2 separate regions of the Sus scrofa genome follow, and region 2 is linked to region 1. The links are chromatin contacts, called in public Hi-C maps. All regions are on one chromosome and are shown on one strand. Each heading gives the region's core, a stretch centred on a gene start, on an enhancer-like site or on the middle of the called end of the contact. The rest is flanking DNA. Distances are from core to core; before and after follow the strand shown.

Region 1 (5,305 bases), core at 1,391-3,890:
TGGTTCTGAAGGTTATGGGGAGGACCTTTTGGCAAGAAGACCAGCCTTGGATTTCTGGTTTCTCCTTCAGAGACAGAGAGGCCCCTTCTGTTGGGTTTGCAGAGTTAACCCTGGCCATCTCCACCATGCACATGTATGACCATCAGCAGTTCTTGGTGAAACACTCCAAAGACACGTGACTTTGGGTACGACCGGGGACTGATTAAGCCAAAAAGAGACAAACCCTCTTTCCCACGGGTTAAGATTAGAAGGAAGACAAACACATACGGAGTATCTGTTGCTCAAAGGAAAGGGACTGTGTGTGCATGGGGATGATGAGATGGCCTTTGGCCAAAAGCAACACAATTATTACCTGATGGACTTGGGAGATGGGCTGCTCGTGTATAGTGCTGCCTATGCTGAGGTCACCAGGACCCGTACACATGACTACCCTAGGAAAGGAGGATGTGTGGTCTCTGGGGAAAATTCAGAGATGTGCAGAATGGTGGGGAGGATGTAGAGAGCCGAGAGGGAGTGGCCCACCTTGGGAATCCTGCCTCCACCCCCCTCCCTGCCTTCCAGCTCCCCTAAGGCAGAAGCCAAGGGCAGGGGCCAGACCAGAGCCAGCTGATTCTGTGGCTGTTTATACCCTGTAACCAGAGCCTGTTCTTGCCAAGGCTGCCTGATGGCGGTGGAGATAAGGGGCTGGGCTGTCGTTTCCAGAGATTGGATGACCTGTGCTGGCGTCCACCTCGGGCAGCTTATCCTGATCAGTTTCCCAAGCCAAGGGGTGGGGGTGGGGTGGGAGTGGGGAGAGGTAGGCGACCAGCTACTGCCCAAGTGGCAAGGGTGACCTTGCTGAATCCGGGAGGGTGGGGTGGGGGTGGGAATAGAATCTTCAAACTCTGTATTGGACCTATTTCTGTGTTCTCTTAAACCCTGTCCCCATGGGGTGGCTTTCTACAGCATTAAGGGAGGTGAGAGAGGAGTTGTGCATGTTTTATGGGCTTGTTTTCATCCCTGTTTATCTTTGCCATCACAGAAACAGGAAAGAACATGTGCTAAAGCTCTGGGGGAGGCAGAAGTTCTAGATTCTGCATCTTTCGGGCCAGAGCCCTTCTCATTTTGCCCCCATCCTGAGGTCAGCCTCCCCTCTGAGGTCAGCCTTGTTTTCTCTCCCACCTGGATCCTCTCAGGCCTCCAGGCAGAGGCGGGGCCCTTCCTCCATTCAGCCCATCCAGACTCCCTGCAAGGTGGTGGGGTAGTGCTTTCTCCCTGCCAGTGTCTCATGATGCTGGGAAGTCTTCAAACCAGCCTCATCCCATTTGACCCGCCCCTTCGATTCCGCATCCCCATCCTTTTGTGGGCAGGGTCCCTCCACCTCCACCCGCCCATCTTCCTTTCTTCTCTCCCATTCTTGTCCCTCTAGCAGCGTCCTCTGACTGACCTCAGCCCCAGGGGCCCCTCTGAAGCAGGTACACACGGTGTTCTGGTTCTCGATGTTCACACCTCTCAACTAGGAGATTTGAAGATGGTTGACATGTTCTCCCTTTTGGTGTCCTGTTCCCCTGCCATTTGGCTTATCCTCCAGCCAGCCCATCACTGACATGACCTGGGACACTCAGGGCTGCCTGCCAAACAGCTCTTTTGCTGTCCCTGCCTGCCCCTCCTAGGCTGGCAACCTTGGTATGGGTGGGGACGGAGCTCATGAGGTTGGCTAAGTTTGTTCAACAGCTGCCTCAGAACGGAAAAGGTGAGCGTGGGGGTCTGGGGTATGGGAAAAACAGCAAAAACCAAGGCGTTTAGGCTAAGAGAGTTCTGAGTTCAAGTCCACACATGGCCAGTGACCAATTTCCTCATCATGTAAAATGGGGATGATGAGGGGGTTCGTTAGTGGCCTAGTGATTAGGACATGGTGCTTTCACTGCCATGGTCAGGGTTCAATCTCTGGTCTGGGAACTGATAACCCACCTCAAGCCAAGGAGGCAAAGGAAAAAAGAAAAAAAAAAGATGGTGATACTTCACATTTCTTGGAGTGGACGTCAGGGTCAGAGGAAATAATGAAAAGGAAGATGCTTAGGAAACATTTTCCTTCGTGACCCTGATGTTGGCAATATTTGCTGCCTGCATGAATAAATGGCAGGAGGAGGGAAGGGTGAAGGAAGAAGGGTAGGAGAGAAGGAGGAAGGAGGGAGGGAGAGAGGGAAAGAGGAAATAAAGAGGAGAATAAAACTTCCAGGAACCTTTGCTTTTTCAAATATCAGAATCTGAAGCCAACTGAACTCAGAAGCTGCTGAGTTTGCAGGTTCTGGCTCCAAGATTTTCCATGTCTCAACTTTGTAATTGGATACTCACTGACAAAGCTTTTCTTTTTCTTTTTTTTCTTCCCCTTGATTGGAGTCTAAGGGAACAGAGAGAGCACTAATTTAACAGCCAGCACATAGCAGTTGATTAATAACTGTTGGTTTGTGTCTGAAGGGCTTCTCCCAAGGGAGGGCTGCCTTACCTTTTCCCTCTGGCCCCCTCGCTCCCGGCCCCAGGCTCATCAGCCCCCCACAGTTCTCAGGCTCCCCCCTCTCCCTCCCTCTACGAAGCCTTTGCCAGATCTGCCCTGGGCCCGAAACACTTTCTGGTGCAGGTCACCTCCTGGACTCTGCCACTTTCCAGTGGAGTGATCTGGTGGGTCACTGAACTCTGGGTTTCAGTTTCCTTATCTGTAAAGAGAAAAACTAGACATAGCCTTTGGCATTTTGGGAAAACTAAGCAAGATCAGGTAAGGAAAAGACCTAGCCCAAGGCCTGGCCTTGCCCAGGCCATGGCAGCTCCTATTCTGGTTCATTAAAGTAGCTTCCTGTCTCTCTCTCCGGGGGAGCTGCCACCTTCCATTCCATTCCTTAGTCTTCTCCTCCAACAAAGACCGGCTTTTGCCAATTTCTTCCCTGTCACCAAAGGTAAGCCTTTCACCTCCTACTCTACCTGCCTGCATCTTTGTTTTACTGCAGGTGGGAAAAGTTACAAAGATTTTAGAACTTGACACAGCCTTATAAGCACACAACTGTATAATATCTTCTTTGTTGGGATAATAGCTACAAGCTCTGTTGGGAGTTACCCTCCTGCTTGAATTTTTTTTTTTTTTAAAGCAAAAACCACATATATTTACTAACCACCAAAGGGTTGATCCTAATTAAAGGAACACTTTGAAATAGTTGCATGTAAAATGCTTGTGATAAAGATAATTGAACACAGCCATGAAAAGAAAAAAAAAAGAAGCGGTACGGAGATTTGAACTGAGCTTACTTATCATCCCACAGCTAATTGTCATCAAACATGATGATGAGATGGTTCTTCTGGTTTTTCATAAATCTGAATGCAGGTGACATTGTTTATAATGCATCCAACAACTAATTTTCCATCTTTTGTTTTTCAGGTCCTTGTATTTTCCTTTCTCATTCCATTCCTGGTGTTGAACCAATGCACCTTTTTTTTTTTTAAAATTATAGTTATTTCACAATGTTGTGCCAACTTCTCCTGTTCAGCAAAGTGACCTATTTACACATATATACACATTTTTTCTCTCATGTCATCCCCACATCATGTTCTGTCCCAAGAGATTGGATGTAGTTCCCTGTGCTATACAGTAGGACTTCATTGCTTATCTATCTATCTATCTATCTATCTATCTATCTATCTATCTATCTATTTTTTTTTTTGCTTTTTAGGGCTGTACCCGTGGTATGTGGAGGTTCCCAGGCTAGGGGTCGGATTGGAGCTACAGCTGCCAGCCTATGCCACAGCCACAGTAATGCCAGATCCGAGTGGCATCTGCAGCCTACACCACAGCTCACGGCAATGCCGGATCCTCAACCCACTGTGCGAGGCCAGGGATGGAACCCGCAACTTCATGGTTCCTAGTCGGATTCGTTTCCGTTGCACCATGATGGGAACTTCTGCTAATCTATTCTGAATGTAATAGTTTGCATCTACCAACCCCAAACTCCCAGTCCATCCCACTCCCTTCCCCTTCCCCCTTGGCAACCACAAGTCTCTATGTCCCTGAGTTTGTTTCTGTTCTGTAGATAGGTTCATTTGTGCCACATATTAAATTCCACATATAAGTGATTTCACATGTTATTTGTCTTGCTCTTTCTGAGTTCACTTTGTATGAGAATCTCTAGTTGCATCCGAATTGCTGCAAATGGCAATATTTTATTCTGTTTTATGGCTGAGTAGTATTCTATTGGGTACATGTACCACATCTTCTTAATGCATTCATCTGTTGGTGGATATTTAGGTTGTTTCCATGTTTTGGCTAAGTGTGAATAGTGCTGCGATGAACATAGGGGTGCACATATATTTTTGAATGAAAGATCTGTCCAGATATAGGCCCAAGAATGGGATTGCTGGATCATAAGGTAGTTCTGTATTCAGTTTTCTGAGGAAACTTCATACAGTTTTCCATAGTGCTTATATCAATTTACCCACCAACAGTGTAAGAGTGTTCCCTTTTCTCCACACCCTCTCCAGCATTTGCTATTTGTAGACTTATTAACGATGGCCATTCTGACCAGTGTGAGTTGGTACCTCATTGTAGTTTTGATTAGCATTTCTCTAGTAATTGGTGGTGCTGAGCATTTTTTTTCATGTGCCTACGCCATTCATATGTCTTCTTTGAAAAAATGTCTATTTGGGTCTTCTGCCCCTTTTTCAATTGTGTTGTTTGTTTGTTTTTGTTAATTTGTATGAGTTGTTCGCATATTTTGGAGAATTGAACCTCTGTTGGTTGCTTATTTTGCAACTATTTTCTTCTATTTCATAGGTTGTCTTTTTATTTTATTTTATTTTTACAGTTTCCTTAGCTGCGCAAAAGCTTATATGTTTGATTAAGTCTCATTTGTTTATTTTTGTTTTTATTTCTATTGCCTTGGGAGACTGACCTAAGAAAACGTTTGTATGGTTGATGTCGGAGAATGTTTTGCCTATGTTCTCTTCTAGGAATTCTATGGTATCTTGTCTTATGTTTATATCTTTAAGCCATTTTGAGTTTATTTTTGTGCATGGTGTGAGGATGTGTTCTAGTTTCATTGATTTACATGCAGCTGTCCAGTTTTGCCAGCACCCCTTGCTGAAGAGACTGTCTTTTCCACATTTTATAGTCTTGCCTTCTGTGTTGAAGATTAATTGACTGTAGGGGTCTGGATTTATTTCTAAGCTCTCTATTCTGTTCCATTGATCCATATGTCTGTTTTTGTACCAGTACCACACTGTCTTGATTACTGCAGGTTTGTAATATTGTCTCAAGTTTGGGAGAGTTCTCTCCTGCTTGTTT
Region 2 (5,261 bases), core at 1,252-3,751, 260 kb after region 1:
CGTGGGGCTCTGAGGCTCACCTCCATGTCATTTCTTCATGGGTGGTACGGATGTTGTCAATGTCTACTATGACCCTGACTCTGGCCTAGGCAAAAGGGTTACCATAGAGACCAAGAGTGATGCTGATGGTGGGAAGACCTCTCAATATGGTGGCCTGGGTTAAAGAAATGAGAACTTCGAGTCAGGGTAAGTGTTGTGAAGAGAATAATTTAGGGCCAGATGCCAGAGAGAGCCTGGGAAAGGGAGTGGGGTCACCTTAGGGGAGGTTGTTGGGAGAGACCCTCTGGGAAGATGACATTTGACCCGAGACTTGAGTCATCAGAGTTACTGGACATGCACTGTTGCGTTAGAGAATTTCTTAGGAAATGGAAGGGTAATGTAGCCTGACTCTATTTTGGGGCCATGCGACCCATCCTGGCTGATGAACTTGGGCAGAGGTGCACTAGGGTAGGAGAGTGAAGCAGGTCTCTCATGGGTGTGGGCAAAAGGGGAGCCTGGTCTGTGGAGAAGGACAATTGTCCTAACACTGGGGATGCTAAAATAGTCCTCCTACCACCTGCCTCATGGAAGTGTAGAGAAGGAGCCATTTGCCTGCAGGGCAGCCCAGGGAGCAGGAGCTGGTATTTGGGGATGCCTTAAGATCTTTGAAAGGGAAGATTATTTAGGAATCCCTGACCCCCTTTTTATCCTGGAAGGGAAGTTTCACTCAAGGCCGGTGAACCCTAAGGACCCTTGGGAATTGCCCCCCGAACTCTGACGAGCCCTGGAGGAGGACAGGCTACAGAACTGGTCTGGTCCCTTGGGCCTGCAGCTGGGGCCCACCTGCCAGTGCTTCCTTCTCAGAGTAACTGCTGTGAGAGGAATTTCCCATTCATGAAAGGAAGTCCAATTCTCTTGTCGGATGTCAGCGTAACTGACATGCGTTAAAGGTCTGTTGCATCAGTTCTTTTAAATAGAAATTAAACAATTGTCTGAGGGAACCAGAGTCATCCGGAGCACAGGCTTCCCTCAACTTGGCACCTGGGAGAGGCTGGGAAAAGAAGAACAAGGAGGGGCTGAGGAGAGGGACCACGACTTCAGGAAACTGAGCAGAACACCCTGAACCGTGAAAGCACTTGCGTCAGCAGAAGGAGGGGGGGAATTCCGAGAGTGCCTCAGTGAGACCAGGCGAATACCAGGCAAATACCAGACTTTGCCCATCACCTGCAGGAGGGCTGCCCCTCCCTCCGTGGGCCTCGCTCTTCCTTCATCCTCTCTCTTCCTCTCATTCTGCTTCTCTTTCCTCTTCATTCCCTCTCCCTCTGCTTCCCTTCTCTCTCGCTCTCATCTTCATTCTCCCCCAGCACCTGTTCTAACCTATTCTCTTTCACATTATCCTTTGGAAGGGTCTTGATCTGGAGTATGACCACCTGGATTTAAATTTCAGCTCCACCACGTTATTAGCTCTTGGTCTTGGAAAAGTTTCCTGAGGGTCAGTGTTTCTCCTCTGAAAATGAAGATAATCATCTCCAGCTCAGGGTATTGAGTGTGTTGGAAGGAATCAAACAGATAACACTTATAAGCTGTGAACCACAGTGTGCCAATCCACAATAGATGTTTGACTGATGAATGAGGACAGGGAAGGGTAGCATGGCCTTTGAAACCCAAAAAGCATTTGCCACAACGTCGCCAAATTCCATGAGGGAGCAAGGGATGTTGTCTCCATTTTACAGATGAAGAAACTGAGGCTCAAAGAGGTTAAGCACCCTGGACAGGTACTTTATAGAAAATCTTTTTTTTTTTTTAAATAAATAAATTCCATCCTTGATATCACCAGCTAAGTTGCTTGGAGAAACATATACACATTAGTTTCTATTCTGCTTCCCTGATTTCTGTCCCCTCAACACCATTTTCCAAAACTCCAACATTATACAGCTTTAATTACAACCCCAAGTTACGGTAACCAAGATTATCCTCTTCCAACTGCTGTTTGTTCTTGAAGAAGCTAAAACTCAGGGTTCTCACTGGTAAGAAACCTCAGGGAGTGAATGGACTTCCTACCCTGTACTGCTGCCCCTTCCGCCTGGCCTCCCCTTCTCCAGGCTTAACCAGCTGATTTCCCCATCTTTCTCAGAGACTCTCCTTGAACAACCTTTTCATCCTCTTTATGGGTTCTGCCTCATTTTATTTATTTTTAAAAATTTTAAAATCTTGATGAAATCTTGCACTGTTTATATTGTTGCACAACCAATGAAAGCGTTAGTCACAATTTATGCAGCTGATTGCATGTAACTGAATTCTATGGTGTTTATTACTGTTAAGTACCCTCTCCCAGAAACTGGAGAGATGCGCCATTCGCCATGACACACACATCCTCCACCCTGTTCTTTTCCTGTGTAGCCCAAACCACAATTTGTAACTGAGTGTTTACTTTGTGTTTAATGTTTATCTCTTCTCCCAGGCTCTAAGGCACTGTGAGGGCAGGGATCACATCTGTTTTGTTCCCCCAGCTTGAGTTGTATAGCCAGCATCTTATACTCAATAACTCAATCGCCTCAACTCTGGCTGCACATTAAATCACCCAAGGAGTTAATGAATAAACAAAAATTTACTGATGCTTGTCCAGAACTTCTGAACTAATCAGCCTGGGTGGCACCTGGGCATCTGTAATTTTAAAGGTCTTGATTCTTGCTCAAGTGGAATCGTTGATTCTAGGCACAGTGACTTGCTCTTCTCTACATTCTTGTCTACCTAACTCTTCTACTGGCACTGGTTTCCGTTCCCCTATTGCTGGCTCTGCCAGATCCCTCACACGTCCGCTTTGGCCTGACACGTTCCTTGGACCCACCCTAACACATTCCTCCTTTGCTTTAAACCGCTGTTTATGGCTTGCTACCTCCAGGACTCAGCTCCTGATGAAAACTGTCCAGGCTCTAGGTCTCCTGTTTCATTCTAGTCCTGGCCCTTCTCCTTAAATTTTTGTTTAATATTTTCCACAAGCACGTGCTTCTGTTGGCAGTTTCCTAAGTGCGATTGATCTGGACCTGCGAGTTCCTTGACCTTTGCTGTGATCCAGATGCTAAGGTGGCAGGAACTGCCTCCATTCCCACAGTTTGAACTTTGTGACTTGAAAGGGAGTTAAGAGGAGACTCTGCTCAAACATCAATGTGAGACTACAGACAGGAGGATATGGGGCAGCGTGGATATCTGGCCTATTACAAATACCCAAGGGGAGACTGCATGTAGGCAAGAGATAAGTCTTCCTGGCCTCTTCCTGGCTTTGTGTATTTAAACAACTAGCTTTGTCCTGCCACCCAGGAAGACACACCCAGTTTAAAAGATGGATGCTCTGGGGGCAAACCCAGCTTAGGGTAAGGAAACACCTTCCAGTTTTCAGAGCTGTCCTATAAATCAGTGAGGGTTTCCCCAGAACCAGCCATCTGCATACCAATCTCTTGGTTTTTTGCCACATTTCTGCCCTGCCTATACTATTATTTAGCTAATAGTTTTTTTTTTTTTTTTTTTTTTGGCTACACCCATGGAATATGTAAGTTCCCAGGCCAGGGATCAAATCTGAGTTATGCTGTGGCAAGGCTGGATCCTTAACCCCCTGTGTCAGGCCAAGGATTGCACCTGCACCTATCAGTAACCCAAGCTGTCACAAAGATAACACCAGATCCTTAACCCACTGTGCCACAACAGGAACTCCTTTAAAATTTTAACCAAACTGTTTTGTTTTATTTAGTCTTGTCTTTAAATAAATACCTATGAAATTATAAGTTTGATGTGTAAGTGTTGATACACACATAGACATAAGGTAATATACACATACCTTTTTTCCCCCTGAATGCACAGAAGATTATACTCAAGTAAGGATGCTGGTGGGACTTGGTGGGAAATATGGTGCTTGTCTTTAGTCCCATCACAAACCTAGGCCAGTGCGATAAGGTCAGATGAATGGATTTCTAGCTTTGGGGAGGCTCCTCAGTTTCTCTGAACCTCACTGTACCCATCTCATGGGCTCTCGGGTGGAAGAAAGAAATGCACATGCATGTAGCTTGCATCTATCATTACCCAGACCACTCAGAGCCCTTGCTGTTCCTCACTTTCTATCTCACATTAGGAAAGGGACAGGTGGTCCCTGCACAGGAAGGGCACATTTCTGGAGCAGGATCTGGTGGGAGAATAGGGGGTTGAGAGCAGGGATTACACACCAGCCTCCCACCTTAGGCTCTTGGTTATGTTTCATTTCTTTTGCGGCACTTTTATGCACAATGTGGTATATGGAGCGACTGGCCAGTGGGGACCTGCTGGATAGCACAGGGAACTCTACCCAATATCCAGTGACAATCTTTATGGGAAAAGAATCTGAAGAAGAATGGATGTGTGTATATGTATAACTCAGTCACTTTGTTGTACATCAGAAATTAACACAGTATTGTAAATTAACTGTGCTTCAATAAAACTTAAAATATATATATATAAAACTCTCAGAAAGTGAGCAAATGCCCACAGCCTGGGTTTGCCCCTTCCTGCTCACTGCCCTCCTCTTTCCTGCGTCTTTATGGGAACTGATCCCTCCTGGACATTCCTTCCCTATGATCTGTGATGTGTGTGATGTTTCTGTGTGTTGTGAGTGTGTGTGGTATGTGTGGCCTGTGTGTGTGGAGTGTGAGTGGTGTGTATAATATGTGTGTGTACACAGTAGGTGTGTGGATGTGTATGGCATGTGTGGTATGTGTGGTCTGTGTGTATGGAGTGTGTGTGTGATGTATGGTATGTGTGTGTGCCGTGTGCGGTGTGTGTGTGGTGTGTGCGGTCTGTGCATATGGCAGGCATGTTGTGCAGTGTGTATAGTATGTGTGTGTGTACACAGTAGGTGTGTGGTGTTTGTGGTAGGGGTGTGTGGTACATGGTATTTGTGCCTACGTGTGCATGTGTATGTGTGCGTGTGCATGGGAGGAGTGTGTGGTATGTGCACGTAGGGGATGTTGTGTGGCATGTACATAGCGATTCTAGGAGTAAAATCCCCTGAAGGTAGAGCTTTGGCCACTTCTGGGGCCTCTGGCCTTCCTTAGTCTTTCCAGCCCATTCTCCTTCCCCTGTCCCTCCCTCCCTGGGAGGGCTGTCTTTCTGCTTTCAGCCCTGAATCAAGATCTGCTTTCCGAAGGCCCTTTCTGTTGCTGGAGCAGTGCCTCTCCTGAAGCCCAGCCCTCCCTCTCTTTCTGAAGTCCCTCAGCCGCTGGGCAGGGTGTCAGAATTTCACTTTGATCTGTCGTTCC

The links. Hi-C and Micro-C count contacts between places; a contact is called where the count stands out from the background.
Region 2: a Hi-C map of liver shows a contact between it and region 1, with 16 times the contacts expected there. The contact joins two enhancer-like sites. A contact is called at or near these places in 2 of 47 Hi-C or Micro-C datasets (epiblast stem cells and liver).

The regions. Positions count from the first base shown.
Region 1 is chr15:118,983,546-118,988,850 of Sscrofa11.1, forward strand. No RefSeq gene overlaps it. Among named protein-coding and RNA genes, the nearest start is that of TNP1, 52 kb to the right of the region's middle. Within about 2 kb of position 2,641, at least 9 of the 83 cell types and tissues checked have an H3K27ac peak or open chromatin away from gene starts, as enhancers often do. A contact at or near this core is called in liver, where this site is marked.
Region 2 is chr15:119,243,245-119,248,505 of Sscrofa11.1, forward strand. No RefSeq gene overlaps it. Among named protein-coding and RNA genes, the nearest start is that of TNP1, 210 kb to the left of the region's middle. Within about 2 kb of position 2,502, at least 8 of the 83 cell types and tissues checked have an H3K27ac peak or open chromatin away from gene starts, as enhancers often do. A contact at or near this core is called in liver, where this site is marked.